2 separate regions of the Mus musculus genome follow, and region 2 is linked to region 1. The links are chromatin contacts, called in public HiChIP or PLAC-seq maps. All regions are on one chromosome and are shown on one strand. The core of a region is the stretch at or near the end of the contact, and the rest is flanking DNA. Distances in the headings are between cores, read along the strand shown. Region 1 overlaps Tgfbr2 (transforming growth factor, beta receptor II). Region 2 holds the start of D730003K21Rik (a long non-coding RNA gene).

What was found. HiChIP or PLAC-seq counts read pairs in DNA pulled down with a chosen protein or histone mark.
Region 2: a contact with region 1 is called in a CTCF HiChIP or PLAC-seq map of CD8 T cells, with 5 read pairs. The contact joins the promoter of D730003K21Rik here to the enhancer-like site in region 1. A contact is called at or near these places in 2 of 15 datasets of contacts at CTCF or cohesin (CD8 T cells and large pre-B cells), 14 of 484 Hi-C or Micro-C datasets (B cells, CD4 T cells, ECoMG-derived neutrophils and 8 more) and 5 of 115 datasets of contacts at active chromatin or transcription factors (CD8 T cells, the HPC-7 cell line, embryonic fibroblasts and 1 more).

The regions. Positions count from the first base shown.
Region 1 is chr9:116,149,658-116,156,386 of GRCm38.p6, reverse strand. All of the region lies in intron 2 of Tgfbr2 (transforming growth factor, beta receptor II), which reads left to right. Gm31292 (a long non-coding RNA gene) reads right to left here. Exons shown (of 3, transcript XR_379937.4): 3 at 6,593-6,729. Among named protein-coding and RNA genes, the nearest start is that of Gm31292, 7.7 kb to the right of the region's middle. Within about 2 kb of position 3,331, at least 94 of the 459 cell types and tissues checked have an H3K27ac peak or open chromatin away from gene starts, as enhancers often do. A contact at or near this core is called in CD8 T cells, adipose-derived mesenchymal stem cells, beige adipocytes and 3 more, where this site is marked.
Region 2 is chr9:116,324,964-116,331,692 of GRCm38.p6, reverse strand. It overlaps D730003K21Rik (a long non-coding RNA gene), which reads right to left and starts at 4,370. Exons shown (of 4, transcript XR_871324.2): 1 at 4,048-4,370; 2 at 2,355-2,512.

The DNA of each region.
Region 1 (6,729 bases), core at 2,082-4,581:
TACAAAGGCAAAGGGAGAAAGTTAAATCACAGGGAGGTGGTAACTTAAAATGTATCATGTTTATGTTATGACGGTGTAGCCTTGTGCTTCTTCAGAACAACAATTTTTGACCTGAGGAACCATTTTCTGTTGGATCATAGGAAGGTAGCAGTAGACTCCATGACCATCATGATGGGAACATAGCATCAGGCAGGTAGGCATGATTCTGGAGCAGTAGCTGAGAGCCTGTGTCTTCAGACAGCAACCATCAGGCAGAGAAATAGATAGATAGATAGATAGATAGATAGATAGATAGATAGATAGACAGACAGACAGACAGATGGAATCTGACTGACAATGGTGTAGAGATAATCTCTTGTGCACTTTGTAAAAGCACTCACCTGTTAATAAAAAGCTGATTGGCCAATGAGCTTAGGTAGGAAATTAGAATTTGGAACATCCAGCAGAAATGATAAGGGGGCGGGGTATGATAAGGTAGAGACAGACACGGGGATTGACCGCAGAACACTGATGGAGACAGCAGAAAAAAAGAATATCTGAGGACCAGGTAACCAGCCACATGGCAGAACTTAATACAGAATAATGGGATAGTTAACTCATGAGCTGGTTGGGGAAGAGACAAAGCTTATGGTCTAGCTATTTGAAAATATTTTGGAGTCTCAGAATTGTTATTCTGGGAGCAGGGGCTGGGAGACAAAACATGGGCATACAGAAACCACACAACAGCAGAATGGTGTGAGCTTTTGAAACTTTAGAGCCTACCCCCAACACAATGTCTCCAACAAGGCCACACCTCTTCATCCTTCCCGAACAATTCTACCAACTGGGAACCTAGCATTCTGTGCCTATGAGGACCATTCTCATTCTAGCTATCACACAGGGTCCCAAGTAGCACAGGCAGGCCTTGAACTCTTCATGTAGGCAAGGATGACCTTGAACAACTGTTTCTCCTGCCTCTGTCTCCTGCATGCTGGGATTGCTGGCATTATAATCTTGTCCCCATGACTGGTTTCCTGGACCCAGGGGATCAAACTCAAAGCTTTGTACATGGTAGGCAAGTACTCTATCAGTTGAACCATATCTCCAGACCTCAAGACACATTTTAGTTTTTAAAATTGTTTTATTTATTTATTTATTTATTTATTTATTTATTTATTTATGTGTGTGTGTAGCCGATGCATGTATGTGTATACATGCATGTGGAAGTCAAAGGACAAATGGAAAACTTTTGGAAGTCAGTTTTGTTCTTGTGGTGGTTTGAATATGCTTGGCCCAGGGAGTGGGCACTTAGGGGGTGTGGCCTTATTGGAGGGAGTGTGTCACTGGGTAGAGTAGGATTTGAGATCCTCCTCCTAGCTGCCTAGAAATCAGTCTTCTCTTAGTTGCCTTCGGAACATGCTGTAGAACTCTCAGCTTCTCAACTGACTGGCCTGCCTGGATGCTTCCATGCTTCCTGCCATGATGATAATGGACTGAACCTCAGAACTTGAAAGCCAGCCCCAATTAAATGTTGTCCTTTATAAGAGTTGCCTTGGTCATGGTATCTCTTTACAGCAATGGAAACTTAACTAAGACAGTTCTCTTCTTCTACCATGTGGATACAGCCTGGTGCTTGATCAAGCTGTCAGGCTTGATGACAACCATCTTGATCCTCTGAGCCATCTTGCTGGCCTAAGAGACATTTTAGAAGTTCATCTTTCTCCTGGATGGGAAGGGGCTCACAGGACTGAACCTCTATTGAGAAGCTAGAGACAGTTGGTGACTGCTGAGGGGGATAAAGTTGGCTTTCTTCCAGGGTGGGACCCTGGTAGGTTGCCCAGGCTACCGTACACAGTCCAACATATCCATGCTTCCAGACAAGACCAACTAGACATCTATATCAAGGCATCTAAACATCCATCCATTTCTATTGTCTGTCTGTATGTCTGTCTGTCTACCTATCTGAAAGAAGACATAAGGTGGAAAGGAGACAGGGAAGGACCTAAGAGGAGCTGGAGATGGGGAATGAGGAGTGGATTTGATTGAAACAAGACACATTCATGGAAACAAACAAACAGCGAAAACACTGAAAAGAGAAGTTCCACTTTGTCAGGAAATCCTCCAGTCCAATTTTTCAAATGAATTTCCTTTTGTCCTTTTGTCACCATGAGGCCTAGCTGAGAAGTTTCGCCCCTTCAAACGACCGTAACAAGCAACCAACAGAACTTATTCTGAAGAGTTTGCCCAGAGTTGTCTTTGAAGAGAGAACACAGTGAAAATGAAGGGCCCTGGAGTCATGTCTTTCTACTACCTGCCTCTTCCCCACAAACAGGATTAGAAGCTGAGTCACGTAGGAAGACACTTTGGGTTGGGCCTGACCACACCTGCATATAACTCTGGAGCTGCTGCTCCAATGCAGTGTGTTGTGCTCCAGACACTCAGGGAAGTGGGGTGCTTACAGGCAGCCTCTCACCGTCTGGCTAGGATGGACTTGTCTGTCAAGTTCACCACTCCGCTTAGACTGAGTCTCTCCCTCCCACCTGTGTTTTTTGTTTAATTTAAAAGGATTCGTTTATTTTATTTTATGTGTATGAGTGTTGTGTCTGTGTGCATGTATGTGTATCATGGGTATGCTTGGTGTTAAGGAGTTCAGAAGAAGGTGTTGGATCAGGTGGAACTGGGAGCTAGGACTAGAACTTGGGTCCTCTGCAAGAGCAGCTTTTAACGTTTAACTGCTGAGCAATGTGTCTAGACTGTCTATCTGTCTGTCTGCCTGTCTCTGTCTTTCTCTCTCTGTCTCTTTCACTCTGTATGTGTTTGCCACATGTACATTTGAATATACACATGTGAGGGTGGGTGTTCCTGCACATTTATGTTCATTCTACTGCAGGCTGGAGAACAACATCCTCTGTCAACCTTAGAAATGCCTTCTAGCTTTACTTTTTAAGACGGGGTCTTCCCTTGGTCTAGAGCTCACCACGTAAAGTAGGCTGGCTAAGGCACAAGCCCAGGAACCCTCTGTTTACTGTCTTCAGGCCTGGAATTTCAAGCCACACCACCATGACCAGCATCTTGAATTGAGGGTTTTGAATTCAAGCCTCTGTGCGTGCAGAGCAAGAGGGAACCCAACTGAGCAATCCCAGCACCCCAGCCCCGGCACTATGTCCTTTGCTGAACTGTACGTAATTTCCAGCCCTGGCTGTACATCCAACTCCTCTGAGAAGTTTTAGAGTAATCCCACTGCCTGAGTCAACCCCGTGGGCGTCCTGCTCACTGGCTTGAGCAGGGCTCTGCCTTCATCACAGTCTTTTTAAAAATCCCCAGATGCTTCTGATGTGGAAGCCAAGATAAAAACCACTGATTCAGCCAAACCCCAGTGAGGGCACAGATGAGCATGTGCCCAGGAATGGTGAGGTATTTAGGCAGGGCTCAGCACCTCCCATTCATTGGCATGCTAACAAAAATGAGCAAGGTTTCAGAGCAGAGCCCTGGAAGAAGTGAAATTCTTTTGCTTTGGAGACCTAGCCACAGAATGGTGGTTTCCTTGGGGATGGGTTGTAACTCACTTGTCTGATGTGTGTGAAACCTTGGGTTCCATCCCCAGGAAGGCATCAAATGGGAGGAATAGCACAGGCTTGCTTGTAATCCCAGCCTTTTGGAGAGTGAAGATGTTGGAACCAGAGAGTGATCTTTAGCTACACAGTGAACTGGAAGCCAGGAGTTCCTGTTCTTGAGACCTACCTGGGAGATTTGGGGGAGGTGAAAATATGGGGGGGGGGAGTCTCTCACTGAACCTGGAGCCTGCAGGTTCCATTAGGCATGGCTGGCTGGCCAGCTAACCCCTGAGAGCATCTGTCTTTGCCTCCCCGGAGCTGGGATGGCAGTCTACTGCTGCTCTTGCCTAAGTGCTGAGGGTCATCGTGCAAGCCTGATAAGAGCTTGACTAACTGAATTCTCTCTCCAGCCTATGGGGTCCTTCCTTAGCACTGATTATTGCAGAGGGACAGATTAAATTCATTGTTCCTCTCCCTTCCTATGTTCTGGAATAGTTCACAGCTTCTGCCTGCTCATCTAAGGCTCCTAGTAACATGGTTGAAAAGTATATTTTAACTATTCCGCTTTGTTGGAGGAATGTCTAGCCAGGGTGCTTTATATCATGTAGGATTTTAATCATCATCTTTGAAGGGCTAGAAAAATTGTACTTTTAGACTTGGGTGATGGCTTTGGGACTCAGTGGGTAAGAGTGCTTGCTTGTAAGCATGAAGACCTGAGTCCAAAGTTCTAGTTTGGGTGGTGGTGGCTACATGTGCTTTAACCCCGGTGCTCTGAAAAAAAGGGAATGAAGAATCACTGGGGCTTGCTAGTAGGCAACACAAACACACACATGTGCACACATACACATAAACACTCACACACAGGCACGTGCACATACACAGGTGCTTCCACATGCATACATGTGCACAAACACATGAACAAACACACATGCTTAACACCATGCGTGTGTACATACACATGGTTACACACACACACATACACATACAGGCACATGTACATATACACGTGCTTCCACACGAATAGTATTGTTGGGTTGCAGAGGTTGCCAAGGGGGTTATGTACTGTCGAAGCATAGGGATCAGAGTCTGGATTCCCTAGAACCCACATAAAAGCCAGCAATGTGGCCCGTGCTGTGCCTGCAGTTTCAGTACTTCTTTGATGAGATGGAGAATCCCCCGCAGCTCTCTGGTTTTCCTCAAGGAAGAAGGCAAGGGCTGACGTCCAACATATCTCCTGGCCTCCCCATGCATGTTCTTCTGCATGCACATGGACGGACACCTGCACATAGACACACACACACACACACACACACACACACTAGTGAGGATTATGTGATTATAAGCAGCGCAGACTCATCCTGGACAAAAAAGCAGAAGGTTGGGACAGTGGTGGGGTGAGAGGCCAGGAGAGGTTAGAACAGCATGGTGACCCATTCTTATGAAAAAACCATAGTGAAACCCACAGTTTTGTATACTAACTTTAAAAATCTCTCCTGGAGACTCAGGAAAGGAGGGTAAAGGAAGTCTCAGACAGGTTGGGAAGTTTCAGGCTGAGGAATGCTTGCTTTTAACCAGGCTTGGCTTTTATCAAAGTGTCCTGCAGAGAACTGGCTTCCCCAGGCAGGGCGCTGGGCTTCCCCCCTCCCCCCCCCCCCCCCCAGCTGTGAGCTGGTCACCTCCTCTGTTCTGTCCTGGGAGCTCGGCAGCGTTTGGCAAGCTGTGGCTGAAATCCTCCAAAAAAGCCTTGCGTTATATATATATTTAAAAAATCCAATGTTTTCTCTGAAATATTAATTTCCTTGCTCTAGGCTGTTGTGGGCTTTGCCTGGAAACTTAATCTCAGCCCCTGGGCTCTGCATTATGTGTCTGTCATTGAAATGGAGCTTAACAAGAATCACTTGATACCTTGGCAAGCCTTCCCTGTTTTAAACAGTCTTTTATCTTGGGGCCAGGGATTTGCGTTTGCAGAGGCTAGGCCCGGCTGACTCCAGCCCTGGCAGGTTGCAACTTGTTGCAGATCTAGTTCGGCCCATTTCTCTCACTACCAGGACCTCCTGGTGCTGCCACTCAGGGCTTAGGTTTAACAGGGGAGCTAATCCCTATCATTAGTTGTTGGTTGTTTTCTGCTTTTGCTTCACCAAGGACACCAAAGCCAGAGCAGCAAACTACCTAATAAAAGCCACTACCTCCCCAACCCCAGCACCCCAACACCCAGGGCCAAACTTTCAGAATACATGACACCCAAGGCTGAAGTAGCAATCTTCTCTCTTCCCCAGAATTCCATTCCATTCCCAGCCTGCCATATTATCCGTGGTCTCTCTTCTTGAGGAGTTTGCTTACTATCAGTTTTCTGTTTGTGTGTGTGTGTGTGTGTGTGTGTGTGTGTTTGGGGGGAGGAGTGAAGAGGTTTTGTTAGTTTGTCTTGTTGTTTTGTTTGTTTCTGTTAGCCCAGGCTGGCCAGAACGTTCTGTGGTCCTTCTTCCAGGTGCGAGGCTTACAGCGCTGGGCCATTTCTACCTCCAGAGAGTCTTCATTTTCCAATCTCCCCGAAACTTGAGGCTTCTAGGTCCTTTGAGATTTCTTTGATTGATAGGATGATGGTATACGTGGTTGTTACTCGTTCACATGCAGATGCACATGTGTGTAGGTGTGTATGCATGTGTAAGAGCAGGTGGAGGCCAGAATTCAAACTCAGGAGTCAATGACATCTCCCCTGGCCCCCTTGTTGAAACCCTGTGTTTCACTGGCCTGGAAGTCTCACACTGGGCTAGGCTGGCCATCAAGAGAATCTGCCTGTATCTCCTTCCTAACAGAGATCACCATCAACCATGAAGCCGCTCCATCTCCTCCTCCTCCTTCTCCTTATTCTTTTTCTTCCTTAGACAATGGGGATTGAATCTTTATACTTGCATGCTTACAAAGCAAGCATTTGACCCAGTGAGCTGTCTCCCCAGTCCCATGGATGTCTTATCCTGATGGGAAAAAAATCTCTCTATTGTTGTTCACATGTGACTTTTGAATGGCTAGTGTGACATAGAAAGTACGTGATTTTTATTTACTTTTTTTTCACTTTGGCAGTATTGATAATTGAACCCAGGGCCTCAGGCAAGTGCTACCACGGGGCTACTGCCCAGCCTGATTTTACTTATCTTAATCTTAGTTATGAAAAGTGTAGTTTGATGCTGGCTGCCTTACA
Region 2 (6,729 bases), core at 3,121-5,620, 170 kb before region 1:
ATGCTCTGGGGCTATTATAAAATATGGTGCTTTGTTTCTTCCAAAGTATGGCATCATAGTTTCGTGGAAGAGACACACGTTTGGAATGAGACCAACCCACATTTCCATCACCCTGTGAGATTTAATCCAGTGATGAATACTGCTGTCAGGGTTTGAATGTGAATGACCAAATACAAATTTCACAATTTTTCTTAATATTCATGGGGTCCAGGAACCACAATGACTAGAATGCTGTCTCATAAAAAAATAATATTTAAGATGTTCACCCTTGTAGACAATAAAACTTCAGAAAGGTAGGTAATACTATTTCAAAAGAACATCTCCAGAATCTCCTACTGGCTACAGAGTCGTGCACAGTAGAAAAAAGTGTTCATTACAGCTGTGGCCCACTGAGGCTGTATGGCTCTTTTATTTTTTTATTTTTTTCAGTTGGAAAATAAAAGCTGTCTCTGGAAGGCCATAGCTGAGAGACAAGGAAAAGAATGAATCTTTCACCTACTTCATTCTGGCACAGGACAGCTCCTCACACAGGAAACTACTTCCTTGTGTAGGAACTGCAAACAGGGGTATGGGGGCAGGGGGATAGCTGTGGCCAAGCAGCATTCGCTGGATTCCCCCAAAGATAAAGCCACAAACACTTAGGACTGAGCACTGACCAGTCGGGGGCACTGTCATTTGCATTGTGGAACTTGCATGTTGGGAAACTGTATATGTGTGGCTCCCTCTAATGGAAAGAGAGATGCTTCAAAATGGAGACCTCCAGAGCAGCCTTGCGCGATTCTACTGCTACTCTGTTCTCCTGATCTACCCTGCACCCCGCAGCACACCCTACAAAAATAGTTCCCTTCCCTTTTGATCTAAAGGGCAAAACCCCATCTCCCAACTCCCTGTTTCTCCACTACTGGCTCCTGAAACAAAACTAGGCTACTGGTCTCAAGCGATTGCTGATATAAGGTGGAAGAAAAGAGCAGCAGGCTTTAAAGGAAACAGTGAGAGGAAGAATTACATTTTTTAGGCACAGCAACAAGTTGAAAGAAATGGTTCTGAGTATGGTGATGCCCAGGTGTGTACCAGTTGACACATGTGCACTCAGAGTAGCCAGAAATCATTTCTGATTGGTCTACACTAACATAGTCTATCCAGCACCCAGAGAAGAACAAAGAAGTCTCTGTTATTCCCACAGAATGACAGAATAAGATGGCTGAATAGGACTCTCTGTCATCTCATATGCTGAGCTCAGCCTCCAGATCCAAATATCTAAAGCCTTTTCCCATCACCTACTAACTATGAGTTGCCCATGTGTCCTGATCCCTTGAACCTTCAAATGGACATAATGATGTTATTTTTCTACAGATGGCTCCTGAAAGTTAAATGGGAAAATCTGAGCAAGCACATGACAGACCCAGTGCTCACTCTTCATCACCTTTACATATGGGATCCTGGCCATCTCTGCTGTCCTTCACTCTGTTCCACGACTTGGTAAAATAGAGAGACCCTGTTGAGTAGTCCAACATGTTATAAACAAGGACAAGATGGTAAAGACATCACTGTTGACAGGAAAGCAAAGCCCTTGGGGTGGCCAACATGAGTGAAGCGCCTTTGAAGTGGTGTCTACACTCCTATCACTTTTCATGGGTCCACAGCCCAACCCACTCACTCACCTGGAGAGTTTTCTCCAATTCTACAACCTGGAGAAGGCATTCTCTGTATCTCTCAGGTGCTCAGATACATTATGGCTGTCCCTACTTTGAATACTTCATCTTGTTGTTATTGTTGTTAATTCCAGATTTCTCTTACCAGCTAATTCCAGAAATTTTCTAATGACTCATTTCTAATTCCAAATTAGACACAAGTACTTTTGCATGATAAATAGTTTTGTAAATGCTTACTTAACATTGAGATCAGCCAATATTTTCAGATAGTATCATTACTTTTGGTCAAAATTAATTTTGTTTTATTTTTAATTGTACACACACACATGCCAGAAAAAGACATTGGATTCCCTGGAGTTGGAGTTACAGAAGATAGGTGACAGCCCCACATGACCAGGGACCAAATGGATCTGACCATCTCTCTAGCCCCAACAAAATATCATTATGGACACTAAGACACTACACACAAAACCTGCTCAGGTACAGACATACAACCTTACAGTTAAAAACCTCACTACATAGTGGAAGTTTTGAAAGAAAACATAACAATGCTATATATAATCAGTGAAGGGTCTTAATAACCGTACCCTCCCTGTGACTCTCTAGAAAAGAACCCGGAAGACAGGGAGAGGTATGTGCAACCACAGATGACTGTATTACTGAGGGGAAGTCCCCTTCCTGTCATGAATAAAAGGAACCCACCTGACAAAGGCTCTGTGTTGGTGACAAATTTTCGTGGAAGTGCAAGTATGTGCTTTCAAAACTTCGTTCTCAGGAAGTTGTCGTAGGCTCCATCTTGCCTCTGGGACCCTTTACACACATACACACTCCATGGAGTAAAGATTATTCTGGGGTTCAGGCTGTAGTAAAGTACACAGTAAAGTTTATTACCCAACTCTACAAATTTCCAGACGGCCTTTTAAGAATATACAGCAAGACTTTCTGAAGTCGCTGGCATAAAAGGACCAAGAAAGCAATCTAGGGCTAGAGAGATGGCATGGCTCGGGGCTAGGGGTTTCTTTTCTCTTGCCAAGGACTAGAGTTCAGTTCCTATCACCAACATCAGGAGACTCACAGCTGCCTCTAACTCCAGCTTCAGGAAAACTGGACACTTTCTTGTCTCCACTGGCACCTGCACATGTGCAAAAGCCATACACGCACACACATGCACATAATTAAGAGACTTTTTTAAAAAAAGAATCTGATGGTGACATGTATGTCAGAAAATGGAGAGATTGAGAAACATTGCAATTTTCTTTTGCCTGTTCATTATTGTTATCACACACACACACACACACACACACACATTCACATTTTTGTGGATTTAGTAATTTTAAAATGCATGGCCTGAATCATGCCTTCCTGTTGTTTTTGAAGGGGGCGAGGGGGTGTTCAATTGGTTTTTGTTGTTGTTGTTGCTTTTGAAATCAGTGTAAGGTGACTTTTCTTTTGAGTCTTCAGAAGAACAATGATAAATTCCTTTAAAAGACAAAAGTGTGTTTTTTCCCAAATCTGTTGCCCAGAACAGACAAGCCAACATCTTCCCTAGGGAGAAAGGAAGAACAAAGGGTGCTGTCAACACAGGAAGGCTGCTGGGAGGCAGATGCAGGCCCCCTGCCACCCTGGTTAGAGAAAGGCAGGAAGCCAGGCCTGCTGGTCCTAGGGCTTCCAGGAGAAGCCCTCTGAGCACCCCGCAGGAGGGAGAAAACCCCCAGGCAGAGAAGAGGTGACTTCTTAGGCTGTTCTCTTGTCCTCCGTGTAAGATCAGTTTCTAAATCTGTGCAATCTCCCAAGGATAAAGGCCGACTCCCCCTCTCCCCAGGACAGTACTGGAAAGAGGGTGAAGGAACTTTACCAAGTCTTACAAAAACCATCTCGGATTACTTCAGACCAGCTCTACAGGAAAGGGAGTTTACATAGTCCATTTTCTGTGCTGACTTAGCTAGGGGAGACATCTGAGGACCAGGATTCTATCTCTTCATAGTCTCAGGGCAGAAAGAATCTACAAGGTAGGGTATGGAAGGCCCACATTAGCTATTTGCCATTTGTTTGTTTGTTCGTATGTAGCATCTTACGTGGCTCAGACTGGCCTCCAACCCACTAGATAGCAATAGATAGAAAACCTTGAACTCCTGGTCCTCCTGCCTCTGCCTGACAAGTGCTGTGATAGCTGGCATACGATACCATACCCACTTTGTGCCTTGCAGAGCTTGGAACCCAGGGGTTTGCAAGCACTTTACCAACTGAGATAGGACATTTCAGAGCGCATTACTCAGCTGCTGTGGGTCACACAGGAACTGCTGATGTCTGTCTCCCTGTGACAGAGGGCAGAAGCCAAGCATACAGTTCTGTGTCCCTCACCAGGTCTCTTCCTTCAGGTTCCCCAGCTCCTCACCTGGGTAGATGTCCATTAGAAAATAATCAACTGTGCCAGCGTTCCCTGCAAGTCGGTGGTGTGTTTGAAGTTGGAAGCATCAGGCAGAGGTTCCTGGAAGTTCCAACTTACTTTTGTGACCTCCAAGCCACAATCCTGGAGTTTTTCCACATTTACACGGGCTCTTCCTCCTTGATTAATACTCCTGCTCACTTTGGACTCTATGCCAGTTAGAACAAGAGCTGAATACAGAACTTACTTAGCTACTTCCTGGAACCATGAAATTCCAAATCGCTCTGATAGGTACTGAGAAGGCCTATGGAAGCTAGGCTGATTCCATGACAGGCTTCACATTGGCAGTTAAGGAGACTAGGCCTAAATCTCTGTTTCTAAGAACTGGGCAAGTCCAGGCAAGTCCAGGCCTCAGAAGCTGCCCTGCCACCTATCGTGAGGCAAGGACAATGGGTCAGCAGCAGTTTCCAGACTTCCTCAGCAACAGTTTCTAGATCTTCCCAGCAGGTTCACAGCTCCTACACCCCAGTAATGGAATGTCCATAGAGATAGACCCAACAGATTAACATAGAAGTCACCTATCCCAGAATTACCTAATGTGCTTTAAATCAGGCCTGCAAGCTCACTTGGTTGTCTCTCTATCTTGGCATTGGAGAGACCCCAGCATGCTGGACTTCTGCAAAGTAAAACACTCTCCGTTTACGTACTATTTGAGTCTGGGGTATCATTCTTCAGTGACTCATGGATCCTTACGTTACCATACTCCATGTACCTACAGCCAAACCCACTCATTGTCATCCTGACTCTAGGTGGAAATCCACTAATGTTCAAGGAACTGGGCTTGACCTGGTGACTAACCACATGGTTGGATGAGGGAAGATGGGGGTGTTGGGATTTGATAAGATCAAGTCATGAAAACACAGTTATAGAACCAGAAAATGGGGACAGTGCTAAGTAACCCTTCTAAATGTGTGAAAGCAACAGTTGGAAATGTCTAGAATCCTGAATTGTTTCAAGGAATATATGTTTATGTTCTATGTCTAGGTGTATGAGTATTTATGAGTACTTGCAAGGGTATATATGCATATTTATCTTTATACACAGAGTTAGGCAAACAACATATCACCCAGCAGCCATATCCATGGATCTCATTGTTGACATACATTTTTTTAGTCAAGGTATATGTTTTGTGTGTGTGTGTGTGTGTGTGTGTGTGTGTGTGTGTGTGTGCCACAATAGTGAAAGTGAAGCAAGCTCATGTATGGAACTTACCAGTGGCATTGAAGACGTTTGGGGTGGTAGCCAGCCTACTGTTGATAACCCAGCACCTCGCCTGCCACCTGTTTTTAGTTTTACCGACTGTTTGCTTGGTTTGTTGATTTGTTCGTTTGTTGGTTGATTTGATCCACAAACTAAGAATAATTTTACATCTATAACTGGTTAGAAAGAAATCTGTCTCTAAGCATCATGATACACACCTGGCATGCCAACACTCTGTGAGGCTGAGGACTACTCTAATTTTGAGGCCATCCTGAGCTAGAGTAAGTTCAAGGCTATCATGCAATGCATAGTAGAATTTTGTCTCAAGCAAACAGACCCACAAGCTGAAAACAAACTTTGGCTTGGAAGGTCATAAGCCTTAGGGGGAAAGGTAGATATTTTGTTTAAAAAAAATAGACATATAGCTACACCGTCTCCTAAGAACTTATATTTATATCTACAGACTATTGCTACCCACAGCTTGGCCAAAGAAGCTTCTCTTTTATAGTGGACAGTGGTGAATACAGAGACTTGTAACTGGTCAAATGCTTTGAATGAGGACAGGAGAAGATTGTGAGACCCGGACGAGGGTGGGGGTGCATGAAGCACTGTGCTCTGGACATGGTGTGACAAGTGCCACTGTGAACACACACTCATGCCCTGCATACATACAAGGACACGGGGCAAGTATGGGATAGTTAAGGGAGAGGGTCATGGGCAGGTACATGTGATCATAGTACGTTTTACCCATACATAAAATGGTCAGAAATAAAAGTTGGGGGGGGGGGTGAATGGAAAAGGAAACAAACATGTAAAGATAAAGAAAGAATGCTTATCGTATTATTTTTATTTTGTAATAGTTCATATGGGTTATATGTAGTTCAAGAAAGCAATGTTCACACATGCAGCTGTGTTAGCACACGGTCACTATCCTCCTTTGTATATTATCTGTGGAGACCACAGTTAGCATGGCTGAGGTGTCACAGAAGAAACAAACCAGTTTTTCCATATCATATAACATCTACTATAGACCTTTCTAGAAAATGTTCGCCTCCCTGTGGTCTAAGGAAGCTATATCTGAACCAAGAAACAGAATGGAGTATTCCCTAAAAATGCAATAGATCTGTCTTGAAAATGAGCTAAGAGCTACAGCTTGCCCACATGCCTATCACGCTCTCAGGCCCGTGAGTGTGATGACGTTAACATGCTCTCCCCCCCCCCCCCTCCCATGGGCAATGTTCTATGGTCTATATATGGAAACACACAAGAAGACAGAATAGCTGCTATGGCTTTAATCCCAACATAGTACAATAAACATTTGTTTCTGGTTGGAAATAATCTCAGGTTAATATCCCTGGAGGCAGAAATGGGAATTAATATTATTAGTTTATTAAATATCTCATTCAAAGCACATACTTTAAAGTTTTAAAA